Linked DNA regions of Mus musculus: region 2 is linked to region 1. The links are chromatin contacts, called in public promoter capture Hi-C maps. All regions are on one chromosome and are shown on one strand. Each heading gives the region's core, a stretch centred on a gene start, on an enhancer-like site or on the middle of the called end of the contact. The rest is flanking DNA. Distances are from core to core; before and after follow the strand shown. Region 1 overlaps Acsl4 (acyl-CoA synthetase long-chain family member 4). Region 2 has its middle 6.7 kb from the start of Gm25915.

Region 1 (5,810 bases), core at 3,286-5,785:
AAAGTACTCCTTTTTATTTGAATTTGATGGCATCAATTTATTTGAGTTGGCCCTATATTTGATGAAACCATAATTTAGTCTTACCTGTTTTATCTAATAAAAACTGTTCAAGCAAAACTGGAAATAGATGCACAGTAATGTAAGTGCTAGACTGTAAAGAGTTGGTGACACTTTCAGTAATAGGATGTATTTTAAACTATAAGACCCTGTTTCTTTTCTTTTTTTTTTCCAGAAAACTTTTTAAAAAATTTTTTTTATTACATATTTTCCTCAATTACATTTCCAATGCTATCCCAAGAGTCCCCCATACTCCCCCCCCACTTCCCTACCCACCTATTCCCATTTTTTTGGCCCTGGCGTTCCCCTGTATTGGGGCATATACAGTTTGCGTGTCCAATGGGCCTCTCTTTCCAGTGATGGCCGACTAGGCCATCTTTTGATACATATGCAGCTAGAGTCAAGAGCTCCGGGGTACTGGTTAGTTCATAATGTTGTTCCACCTATAGGGTTGCAGATCCCTTTAGCTCCTTGGGTACTTTCTCTAGCTCCTCCATTGGGAGCCCTGTGATCCATCCAATAGCTGACTGTGAGCATCCACTTCTGTGTTTGCTAGGCCCCTGCCTAGTCTCACAAGAGACAGCTACATCTGGGTCCTTTCGATAAAATCTTGCTAGTGTATGCAATGGTGTCAGCGTTTGGAAGCTGATTATGGGGTGGATCCCTGGATATGGCAGTCTCTAGATGGACCATCCTTTCGTCTCAGCTCCAAACTTTAAGACCCTGTTTCTAAAGATATATTTTTATTAGTTTGCACAGAGGAAGTCACAAATATTTTCCTAAAATTCTAATTACGTAGTGTTCATTATATTAGTCATTTCTATGATTATAGCTATTTAAGACATGTTTTCTTTTGTGTGTGTGTTTTCTTTCTTTTTTATTAGATATTTTCTTCATTTACGTTTCAAATGCTATCCCCAAACCTCCTATACCCTCCTCCCACCCTGCTCTCCAACCCATCCATTCCTGTTTCCTGGCCCTGGCGTTCCCCTGTACTGGGGCATATAAAGTTTGCAAGCCCAAGGGCCTCTCCTCCCATTGATGGCCGACTAGGCCATCTTCTGCTACATATGCAACTAGAGACACGAGCTCTGGCTGTACTGGTTAGTTCATAATGTTGTTCCACCTATAGGGTTGCAGATCTCTTTAGCTCCTTGGTACTTTCTCTAGCTCCTCCATTGGGGGCCCGGTGATCCATCCAATTGTTGACTGTGAGCATCCACTTCTGTGTTTGCTAGGCCCCGGCATAGTCTCACAAGAGAGCTATATCTGGGTTAAGACATGTTTTATGTGACTTTTATAACATCTGGATAAAAAAAAAATCTTACAAATTTTGTGGAAAGACACGACCATAGTATTTTCTTACCAAGTAACAAGCACTTCCTTGAAGTGCTATTCAGATTTTTTAGTATTTTAAGTGAAAGCTTGGAAATCTAGATTCATCCATGGAGTCTAGCATACTTCTTGCATCACCTTGCCAGGCAGCAGCTTAGTTCAGTGCGTGCTGTTCTGCAGTTTATTGTCTAGGATATTTGCATTGGTGCAATGTAATGGCAGTGCTCATCTCCTACCTAGTGGTTGTTTCCAAACAGTCAAGCAGGATCTGCCACAGATAGCAGAACAAGTTAGGCTCCTTCAAGTCAACTATCTTAAGAAATGTTTGCTCACAAAGCCTTGTGATCGAGGAAAGGGTAGACTCGCTGTGCATGCTCACTGCTGCTCATGCTTATTTGCATTCATTGTAAGTTGGAGAAACATCATAGCCACACACACAAGTCTTCTACAAATAGACAAGAATTAATGTCCTATCTTTTTAAGGTTTCTGAGCCATGATTGACATGTAAACGGGGGGGGGGGGAGAGAGAGAGAGAGAGCGAGAGAGAATGAATATGAATCTCTCTCTATGTGTTTTAATACAGGGTTTCTTTGTGTAGTCTTGGCCATCCTAGAACTAGCTTTGTAGATCAGGCTGGCCTCAGACTCGCAGAGGTTCAACTGCCTTTGCCTCCTGTTCTGGGATTAAAGGCATGAGCCATCAATACCTGGCAAAAGTTGAATATATTTAATATACACACCACAAAACCATCACCACAGTCTGTACAATAAACCAATCCATCACCATCTGAATTTTCCTCTCATCTTATTCTTTGCATATGGCTGACCAGAATACTTCTGAAAAAGTTCCCTCTGAAAAAAATGTAAGTGTACAAGACAGTCTTGTTATCTCTAGTCAGCATATTGCAGAATAGGTCTTTAGGAATTATGACTGAAACTTTATGTTCTTTGACTGCTACAACCTTATTTTCTTTCCTCTCAGATCCTGGTAAACTACTTTTCCGCTGGTGTGTCTATGAAGAGTTCCCTTTTAAACTGATTCACTTCTTTCTATTCTAGTATTTTTTAAGTGTTTTGTGGCCTGCCATTGCAGCGCCTAGGAGGCTGGGGCATTAGGATTGCCAACCTGTGCTACACACAGAAAGGCTATACCTAAAATAACTGCTTATTTGGTTTCTAAATTCCCCAACATTGTTAATAAGGAGTAGAATTTGTCCACAATTTGTCTCAGTTGAAGTCTGGAACTCACCTTGTAGTTTAGACACTTAATAAAGCTATAGCTTGCTGTGTTTAATTGCCTGGGGGAGAAGTTATGTAAACTAATAGGTAATAATAGACTTAACTAGCTGGGATGAGTTTCTTTTGAAATTAAAACTAGACTGTCAGTAAGCTTAGATAAAGATATGGTTCTAGTATATTAGTAAATATGGCTTCAAAGTTGATAAATAGCATACTGAAAATTTAACCATGCAAAGAAATATTTACTGTTGTCATGATATATACAATCCATATATAGTTTTAGCATGAGAAATAAAATTTGTGGTTCAATACTAAAGATCTAAAGATTTTGTTTAGCTAAAGTGAATTCTCATCTTTCTAAAATATAGCAATAAGCTTTTGTCTTAAGTATGTTTTCAAAATGTCTGTTGAAAAGAATGTAAAAAACATCCAACCTAAAAACTAGTTTAAAACAAATGAAGGATGATGTGAACTGTGGGGAAAAAAGTAATGGCTCGTACCAGGAGTTAGTTTCTGTTATCCATCCTATGAAATATTTGATGCTATTTACAAGATGGTGGTGTACAGAGGTAATAGGACCTGGTCCTTGCTCTTTAGATCATAACACAGGATAATACCATTGAACTTAAGGACTATTTGGAGAGCTTTAGGAGTTCAAAGAGGAGTAGGCATTTTAGCCTGTGTCAGTGTAAGTATTCCTAGTAAAGGCACCTTTGGGACACAATTCTGGGTAGGGAGTGAATTAAATTCTCTAACAAGAGCACTTCCAAGGACCAGAATTTTAGCTTTTCAGTTAGTTAATGGTTTCTTTGAAACATAATATAAGTAGATACTTTTGCTTGTTAACAAAACAAACTATTACATCTATGTATTATTGTTTTGTTTGTTTGAGACAGGGTCTCACTATGTAGCTGACTTTGAACTTGCCATGTAGAATACTTGTCTTATACCTTACTTACCTCCTTAAAGTGTATGCCACCATACCTGGCTTTTGTTTTTCTACTTGTAATAAATATTAATATATTTTATCAATACATATGTGAGCAGATACTTTGAGACAATATCCAGATTCAACTTTCAATTTTTTCCCTGTTGTTTCTGGCATTCTCCGATTTGTGCGTATGGACAGTGTCCATGGAGTCCAAAGGAGACATTGTTAGACCCCTACAACTGGAGTTACAGGTGCTTGTAAGCCACCCAATATGGGTGCTGGGATCTGAACTCAGGTCCTCTGCAAGAGCATTAAGAACTTTTAGCTACCACTAGGCCTTTTATCCAGCTCCCAACTATATATTTCTTATGTTATAGAAAAATTGGAAGATAATGAATTTGCATGAAAATATGAAAAGCATACAAATATTAAAACAGCTAGACAAAATATTTTGGTATACATGCTGTGAATATGTAAAACTCAAAAATTCACATATAACGGGGACTGCAATTGTTTTAGACATCAATATTTTAAACTTTTAAAAAAAGATTTATTTATTTTATTTTATATGAGTATTCTGTAGCTCTCTTCAGACACGCCAGAAGATTGCATCAGATCCCGTGACAGATGGTTGTGAGCCACCATGTGGTTGCTGGGGATTGAACTCAGGACCTCTGGAAAAGCAGTCAGTCTTCTTAACTGCTGAACCATCTCTCCAGCCCTCAGTATTTTAAACTTTTAAGCTGTATTTCATGATAGGAGATTTAAAAAAAAAGCACGAGCACTTATCAATAGAGAATTATCTATTTCCTTAATAAGATGTATAAAACACTATTATTGCTTAGGAAATTGTTTTTGAATTGGCTTGGCTTGCGTTTACTTTTAGGTTTGAAAGCAATGTACTGACTTCCCTAATATTTTTCCACTCCATCTCTGAAACATCTTATTTTCAACCTAACATTGATGATGCGTCAGATACTAAATACAGGAGACCAGCTCATACCTGGACCATGTCCAATAGTTGCTATCACATGTTTAGTATTTACTTGACTTTTCAAAGAATGTTTTTAAATTATTGTTCAACAGACTGGATTCCCTCCAGAGGGGGCCCAAACCAAACACTGTAATGATTTGTTTTTTGAGTCTGTTCCCTAGTATAAGGTTATCTGAAGTTTAATAGCACTGCTATGTATTAGTAATACTTTGGGATCTTGTTTGGAAAAATTTGTTTGTTAACTCTCTTGTTAGCTTTATGGATATGGTTTTTCTCCCTTGTTTTTGGTGAATTAGAGTTTCTCAGTTCTTTTTCTTGCATAATTGTAAACATTTGACACTGTATTTTTCCATCTTGCCAGGCTATTATTCAGTAGAAACAAACCAAGTACATTCTTTCAGTGTGTGAAAAGTTTGCTAAGCTAAGCTATTTCAACTTCCTTATTAAAAACACTTGTATATTCATGAAAAATTCTGAGTAAGGTTTGCTTTTTAATTTTAGCAGAATCATCTCTGCTTCTCAGCATCAGTCAGTTGACCTGCTTGTGATAACCTATTTAGGTTTCCTGTATTAAATCACTTGTGAATTTATTGGACTAGAATGACTGAGCAGAGGGTGCTGTTTTGTAGGGAGACTCTGGGAGAGTTCTAGATTAGTTCTCTTGTGTAGGAAACTCTGATTGGCTAGATTAGAAAATGTGATTCGGTTTCCTTTTCTCTGCTGGGTAGCCATTCATTCTATTCTTATTTTCCTATTTGGTGCTAGGTGTTGCTTCTCTTCTTGCCCCAGTCTAGTTGGGTAAACCTTGGAGAGCAGGGTTTAAAAATGAGGGAGACAAAGTCTCATGGAATAGCTAACTTTATTCAGAGCATCAGACAATTTTTTACTCTGAGAGGTAAGATTCACAGGAGTAAGGTGTTCAATCACAAGGACAGGCCACACATGGCAAATACATACATACATACATACATACATACATACACACACACACACACACACACACACACACATATATAATTTTCCATAGAGGCACTTGAATAACAACAGCTGAAGTCGGCTCACTTCTATCAGCTACACCTAGGAAGATCACACAGTTTACAAGAGTAGTTTTACATTTTTAAAGGAACTGGGCTCACAAACCTTGTCTTGTTTGCTTGGCATGATCTCACAAGCATTCAGAATCCCCCTTGCTTGAACTCCTGTTTTACTTTGAATCAGGTACTGATCTTAGTAGTTGATTATTTTGTCCTTGGT
Region 2 (6,431 bases), core at 3,860-6,359, 130 kb before region 1:
ATGAACTAAACAGACAGTTCTTAGAAGAAGAAATGCAAATAGCTGGTAATAATAGGGAAAATGTCCAATACCCTTAGATAGCAGGGATACAAGTTAAAATTATATTCAGATTATATTTCACCCTGGTCAAAATGACCACCAAAAGGAAAGGGGGAACACTCCTACATTGCTGGTGGAGCTGCCAAGTTGGAAAATCACTCTGGAAATTAATCTGGCGGTTTCTCAGAAAATTTAAAATAGTTGTATCTGAAGACCCAGCTATACTGCTCTTGGGCATACACCCAAAAAGATACTTCACCATACCCCAAGAACAAGTACTCCACTGTGTTCATAGCAGCCTTATTTGTATAGCAGCCTTATTTGTAATAGCCAGAAAGTGGAAACAACCTAGATGTCCCTCAGCTAAAGAATGGATACAGAAAAGGTTTACACCATTTACACAATGGAATACTGTTCAGCTATTTAAAACAAGGACATCATGACTTTTGCAGGCAAATGGATGGGACTAGAAAATATTATCCTGTGATGTATTTTGTGAATTATTTTGTGAGTGAGGTAACCCAGACCACAAAAGACATGGTATTTACTCACTGATGAGTGGATGTTAACTAAAAAGTACAGAATACCCATGATATATACCCTACATACCCAAAGAAGTTAAACAAGAAGAAAGGTCCAAGTGAGGACACTTAATTCCTCTTAGAAGGGGGAACAAGATAGTCATGGGAGAGAGGGACCTGAGTGGGAGAGAGGAGAGGGAGGGGAATCGAAGGGACAGGATCAGGTATGAGAAGAGACAGGAAAGAAGCCCAGAGAGCCAGGAGAATGACTGGAAATATATAGCTGCTGGGGTCGGGGTATCTTTAGGAAGTCCCACAGACCTTGGATAGGGGAGACTCCCAGGACGCAATGCAGGTGACTTTAGCTGAAATGCCCAACAGTAAGAATATGGAACCTGAAGAGACCACCTCCAGTAGCCAGACAGGACTCCCAGTGGAGGGATGGGGATACCAATCTACCTACAAAACTTTTGACCCAAAATTGCTCCTGTCTAAAAGAAATGCAGGTACAAAAATGGAGCAAAGACTGAAGGAATGGCAAACCAGTGACCACCCCAACTTGAAATCCATCCCATGTGCGGGCACTAATCTTTGACACTATGTTGTGCTTGCAGATAGGAGCCTAGCATAGTTGTCCTCTGAGAGGCTCTACCAGCAGCTGACTTGAGACAGATGCAGGTACCCACAGCCAAGCATTGGCTGGAGGTTGGGGCCCCTATGGAAGAGTTAGGGGAAAGATTGAAGGAGCTGAAGAAGGGGATGGCAACCCATAGGAAGAACAACAATGTCAACTAACCCAGACCCCTGGGAGCTCCAAGGGACAGAGCCACCAACCAAAGAGCATACACAGGCTGGTCCAAGACCCCTGACATATTTGTAGCAGAAGGCTGCCTTGTCTGGCCTCAGCCGAAGAGGATGTACCTAATCTTGCAGAGACTTGATGTTCTAGGGTACGGGGGTGCATTCTCAGAGGCAAAGGGGAATGGGGTGGGGGAAGAACTCTGGGAGCGGGTACTGGGAGGGGCAAATAAATAAAATAATTTTTAAAAAGCAAAGCAACAAGATCACATGCTAACAAGAATGTGGCAAAATGGAACCTTTATACATTCCTGGTGGAGAAGTAAATTAATCCAGCCACTATGTTAATCACCGTGGAAGTGATACTAACAATAGAATTGCCACATAATGTAGCTGCAGAACTGCTAGGAATATATGTAAAGAAATCCAACTGAGCCAATTACAGAGAGATTCAAGAGAGCCTGTTTCTTTTGTGGCTCCATTCACAAGAGGCGAGTTATGGAATGACCCTAGGTGTTCATTTAATGGATAAAGTAAATGTTATTTGTCACACACACACACACACACACACACACACACACACACACACACAGAGAGAGAGAGAGAGAGAGTATGAAAGGAGGTAAAGGTGAATGAGGATTTGGAGAGAGGAGGGGGACTAGTAGGAGGTGGAAGGGGAAACAAAAGAATATGAAGAAAGTACAATGATATATATATACATATATAAATATATATGTATGTGTGTGTGTGTGTGTGTGTGTAAACATCAGAATGGATCATGTAACTAGATGAAAATCATTAATTAAAAGATGTTCTATCTACAGTAAAACAGTCACCAGAAAAACAAAGTCTTTTATTACCTTTTATAGCTGTTTGTAGTCTATAAGTAGCCCTACTAAGGTATTATAAAATGTTTGCATCTGTGTAGGACAATTCTGAAGTTTGTACGTCTTCTAGTGATGGTTGACTGGCTGGTATGTTTCTGAGACTGTGGCAAAGTAGCATTCAATTGCTTAAATTAAAATAAGTCTCTTTAAGCCAGGCAGTGGTGGTGCACGCCTTTAATCCCAGCACTTGGGAGGCAGAGTCAGGCAGATTTATGAGTTCGAGGCCAGCCTGGTCTACAGAGTATGTTCCAGGACAGCCAGGGATACACAGAGAAATCCTGTCTCGAAAAACAAAAAACAAACAAACAAAAATAAAAAAGAAAAGAAAGAAAGAAAATAAGATTCTTTAAATGGTTCTCTATTTTGATTGTTTCCACAACCTGACTCCCCTCTCTGCCCTCTCACTGTGTTATATGTGTTATAAGGTTTTTTAAAAGCCCCTTTTATTTGCTCCATACCACTGTAGAAGTGACCCTGAGAAGAACAGCTCTACCATCTGAATGAATGTTGCTCACATTTACCACTGATGTTTTCTGACAGGCTTGATGACTACCCCAAATATTCCATTAATTTTAACAAAAATAAAGTGTGTTGGAGTTTCATATTTTTTTTATCTAGGATCTTTGTTTTTTGATCATGATTTTGTTTTATTCCAGCCTACTTAGATTTTCAACCTAGCCAGAAATGTTTGTCCAAAATCTTTTTATAGCTTGAAAGGCTGTAGAAATATTATTTGAAATCTATCCAAAATATGTTTTGAAAGCATAACTTTGCATTCTCCTCTGGGTGTAACATCCAGATATATTATCTTCACTACATTGTCTAAGAACCTAAAATTGGCCAACTATGGTGGCGCCTGCCTATAATACCAGCCTTTGGGAGATATCAAGGGACCGCTTCAGCTAGATAGTAAAATGCTGTGTCAAAACAAACAGAAAGAAAGAAAGAAAGAAAGAAAGAAAGAAAGAAAGAAAGAAAGGAAGGAAGGAAGGAAGGAAGGAAGGAAGGAAGGAAGAAAGAAAGAAAGAAAGAAAGAAAGAAAGAAAGAAAGAAAGAAAGAAAGAAAGAAAGAAGAAAGAAAGATGGAAAAGACTCAATGGGGAAATCGCATCTTGGTGACACTGGCACTTGATCACTAAAGGTGGGAGAACCAAGAGTTCAAGGTCATCCTTGGCTACTTAAGCAGTGAGTAGTGAGTTTGAGGCCAGCCTGGGATGTCACAAAAAGAAAACGAAACAGAACTGAAAACTATGCAGAAACTTGACACTGTGACTCACTGCCATTTTCGAGGCTGACCTCCAATTTTGAGCTGTTCTCAAACTCCTGACCCCCTGCATATCTTTCTCAGAATGCTGGCAATAATGATTCTTTCTGGGTCATTTGCAGATGTGACATATCTTGTGTTGCTTGTGCTGTGGTAGTGAATTCTCTAGTGTTCCTTCTATGTAAACTCAGACTTCTTTTGAGGTGATCTTAACTCACCTTACAGACCTCAAAGTAATTCTTCTCTTTCTTTTGCATTCAGTGTTCACTCTACCCAGAGGTTCTTCTTGGTTGTAAAGTTTTCTAAGTCTTCCTTGTCCTGCCCGTCTTTCTGATTGATGAGCAGCTAATCTCTTTAATCATGCTTCCTTTATGCCACAGGGCAGCCCCCCTTCTCCAGTGCCCCAAATCCCTTCCTCTAACCTTTTCTGGGTGGTGTTGTTGTTGTTTTCTCTCCAACGCCCTGCACCCACCTCTGTTAGGCAAATCTTCTGAAAGGGCAATGACCTCAGTATATAGCTAAGACCTTGTGCGCTGGGAGTTCCCACTCAGCAGCAGAGGGCTGAGAACAAGTGGTTACTGCGCTGGATGAATGGAGAGAGGCAGGAAAGGACAGAGTACCTGGAGCTTTAGCTGTGGAAGTTAAAAAGAAAGCAATGTGCTTGTGGATGCATTTAGATTAGCTGATAAATTAAGACTAGCTGCTTGGATATGGCACCGTCTTCTTCCTTTATCTCTTTGCTATTCTGTCTTATGAGATTCCTCTCACCTTTAGCTTCTAAGATTCATCCCAGGGTTTAGTTACCCCAATCAAGTTGAATCAATATTGTATTGAGGGGGACGGGGTTGGCACGGAGAAGGATGTAAGGGCTATGGGTTCATGGGGGCGATATACTGATAAAGAGACGCCTTGAAATAGATGCTTGGATAAAGAGAGGAAACAGGTTCCTAGCATCTGTTGGATAGGGAAGATAAAGATCCTTAACTATCTTTGGTGTCAAATGGCTCCATAGGGCCCTGCTGATGTGTCTGTTGGCATAAGTGAAGTTACCTGTTCAAGGCCTATTCAGGAAAAAAAAAGTGAGAAGAGCTAGCAAAGCATCCTAAGTCCACCATGATTTGGGGGATAATTTAGTAATGGTTTCAAACCACAGAGTGCGTTAAGGATAGCCTAAAGGACAACTTTGCAAAGTGACTCATGGTTTGATTCACTAAAGGCCTGTCTGGGTTAGGCTTAGAGGTGAGGGTGGAGCCGAGCATGAGGAAAGTAAGGGAGAAGCGGAGGTGCTTCACCCGTGTTCATAAAGCTTCCCTCACCGTTATAACACACACACACACACACACACACACACACACACACAAATGGACGCTGAAAACAAAAGCAGTGTGCAGGATGCCTGGCAGCAGATCTCATCAACAGATTTTTATGACTCATTTTTTCCCCTGAACCTGCAGTCTGAGTTTACATTTAAATGGATTTCTCAGGAGTAAAGGCATCTTTCCTTTCCCAGAACTCGAGCTGTGCAAAGCAAATAGAACTCCTCCACATTACACATGAAAGGAACCCCGCCCCCTGACATTTATCCAGCAGCCACCTCTCTGGAATTGTGGCATTGCACAATGAGCTTATGAAAGCAAAGAGCATGTCCCAAGATTGAACTCCTGAACAAACCTTACACAGATGTCATTTGAACTTTGCCCTATTTTTTTCCTAGTGGTCCTTCTCCTGATAAAAATAGTACAACAGGGTAAAGTGGGTACCTTCTGATCTTGTGGGGTGTTACTAGGGAGACTGAGAGATCAAGGACTCCATGATAAAACATCCAGAACCAACTAACCTGGACCCTTGGGGCTCTCAGAGACAGAACCACCGAACAGAGAGCATACATGGGACTGATGTAGGCCCTCTGCTCATGTATAACAGGTGTACAGCTTGATCTTCATATGAATCCCCTAAGAATTGAAGTTGGGGCTGTCCCTGACTCTGGTGCCTGCCTGTGGATCCCCTTCCCCTAGCTGGGCTGCCTTGTCTGGCCTCAGTGGGAGAGGATGTGCTTAGTCCTGCTGCAACTTAATGTGCCAGTGTAGGTTGGTACCCATGGGAGTAATGAGGGGAGGCATTTATGAGAGGAGGACTGGGCAGAGAACAGAGGGGTTTCTATTGAGATGTAAAGTTAAGAGAGAGAGAGAAATAGAGCGAGAAATAGAGAGAGAAAGGAAGGAAGGAAGGAAGGAAGGAAGAAAGAAAGAAAGAAAGAAAGAAAGAAAGAAAGAAAGAAAGAAAGAAAGAGAGAAAGAAAGAAAGACTAGTCTATGTTTTAGCTAGAATTCCTGAACCTTTGTTTTCAATTTGAGTAAATCTGAATTCAAACACTAAAGTTTGTACTTTGTAATGAAATGTCTCCAGGCCCTTTGTTAAGTACAAAGGATTATGTATGTTGGACTCATATTTTACAATGATAATATGCACTTAGTATTAAAAATGAAATTATCTGAGGAAAAATTTGCTGTACTTGCATTTGATAAGTATAAGACACAGGTTTATCAACATCATAGATAAACAAGTAATCTCTTCCGTCTGTTGTCGGGGAATCTGGGCTTTTCTATCTAAAATATTTCCTTTACTAACTGTGCAACTCATCCAGAAAGAGGTCTCTGAAGCAGACTTAGCAACACTTCTTTTACAAGGCCAGGGTAAGTTCCATTGAATCTTCTCTGAGTCACATTCTAAGAACAATGTTCAAATGGGTTGTCCACGTAGAAATTAGAAACTGACTTATCTATTCTGACCTGTTTGTGAGGGGAAAACAGACAAAAGAAAAAGTGGAGAAACAGAGACCAGGAGAATATGTGAGAGTACAGCTTACAGTTTAGTAGTGAATCTTAGCATGTTACGAATGGAGTCTAGAGTTTCATCTTTAAC

What was found. Promoter capture Hi-C pulls out the DNA fragments that hold promoters and counts their contacts.
Region 2: a contact with region 1 is called in a promoter capture Hi-C map of liver, with 4 times the contacts expected there. The contact joins two enhancer-like sites. A contact is called at or near these places in 9 of 39 promoter capture datasets (the 3T3-L1 cell line, 3T3-L1-derived adipocytes, the C10 cell line and 4 more), 2 of 15 datasets of contacts at CTCF or cohesin (CD8 T cells and large pre-B cells), 3 of 484 Hi-C or Micro-C datasets (cerebral cortex, embryonic fibroblasts and lens fibers) and 3 of 115 datasets of contacts at active chromatin or transcription factors (CD8 T cells, embryonic fibroblasts and embryonic stem cells).

What each region holds. Positions count from the first base shown.
Region 1 is chrX:142,360,551-142,366,360 of GRCm38.p6, reverse strand. All of the region lies in intron 1 of Acsl4 (acyl-CoA synthetase long-chain family member 4), which reads left to right. Among named protein-coding and RNA genes, the nearest start is that of Acsl4, 27 kb to the left of the region's middle. Within about 2 kb of position 4,535, at least 6 of the 459 cell types and tissues checked have an H3K27ac peak or open chromatin away from gene starts, as enhancers often do.
Region 2 is chrX:142,488,894-142,495,324 of GRCm38.p6, reverse strand. No RefSeq gene overlaps it. Among named protein-coding and RNA genes, the nearest start is that of Gm25915, 6.7 kb to the right of the region's middle. Within about 2 kb of position 5,109, at least 39 of the 459 cell types and tissues checked have an H3K27ac peak or open chromatin away from gene starts, as enhancers often do.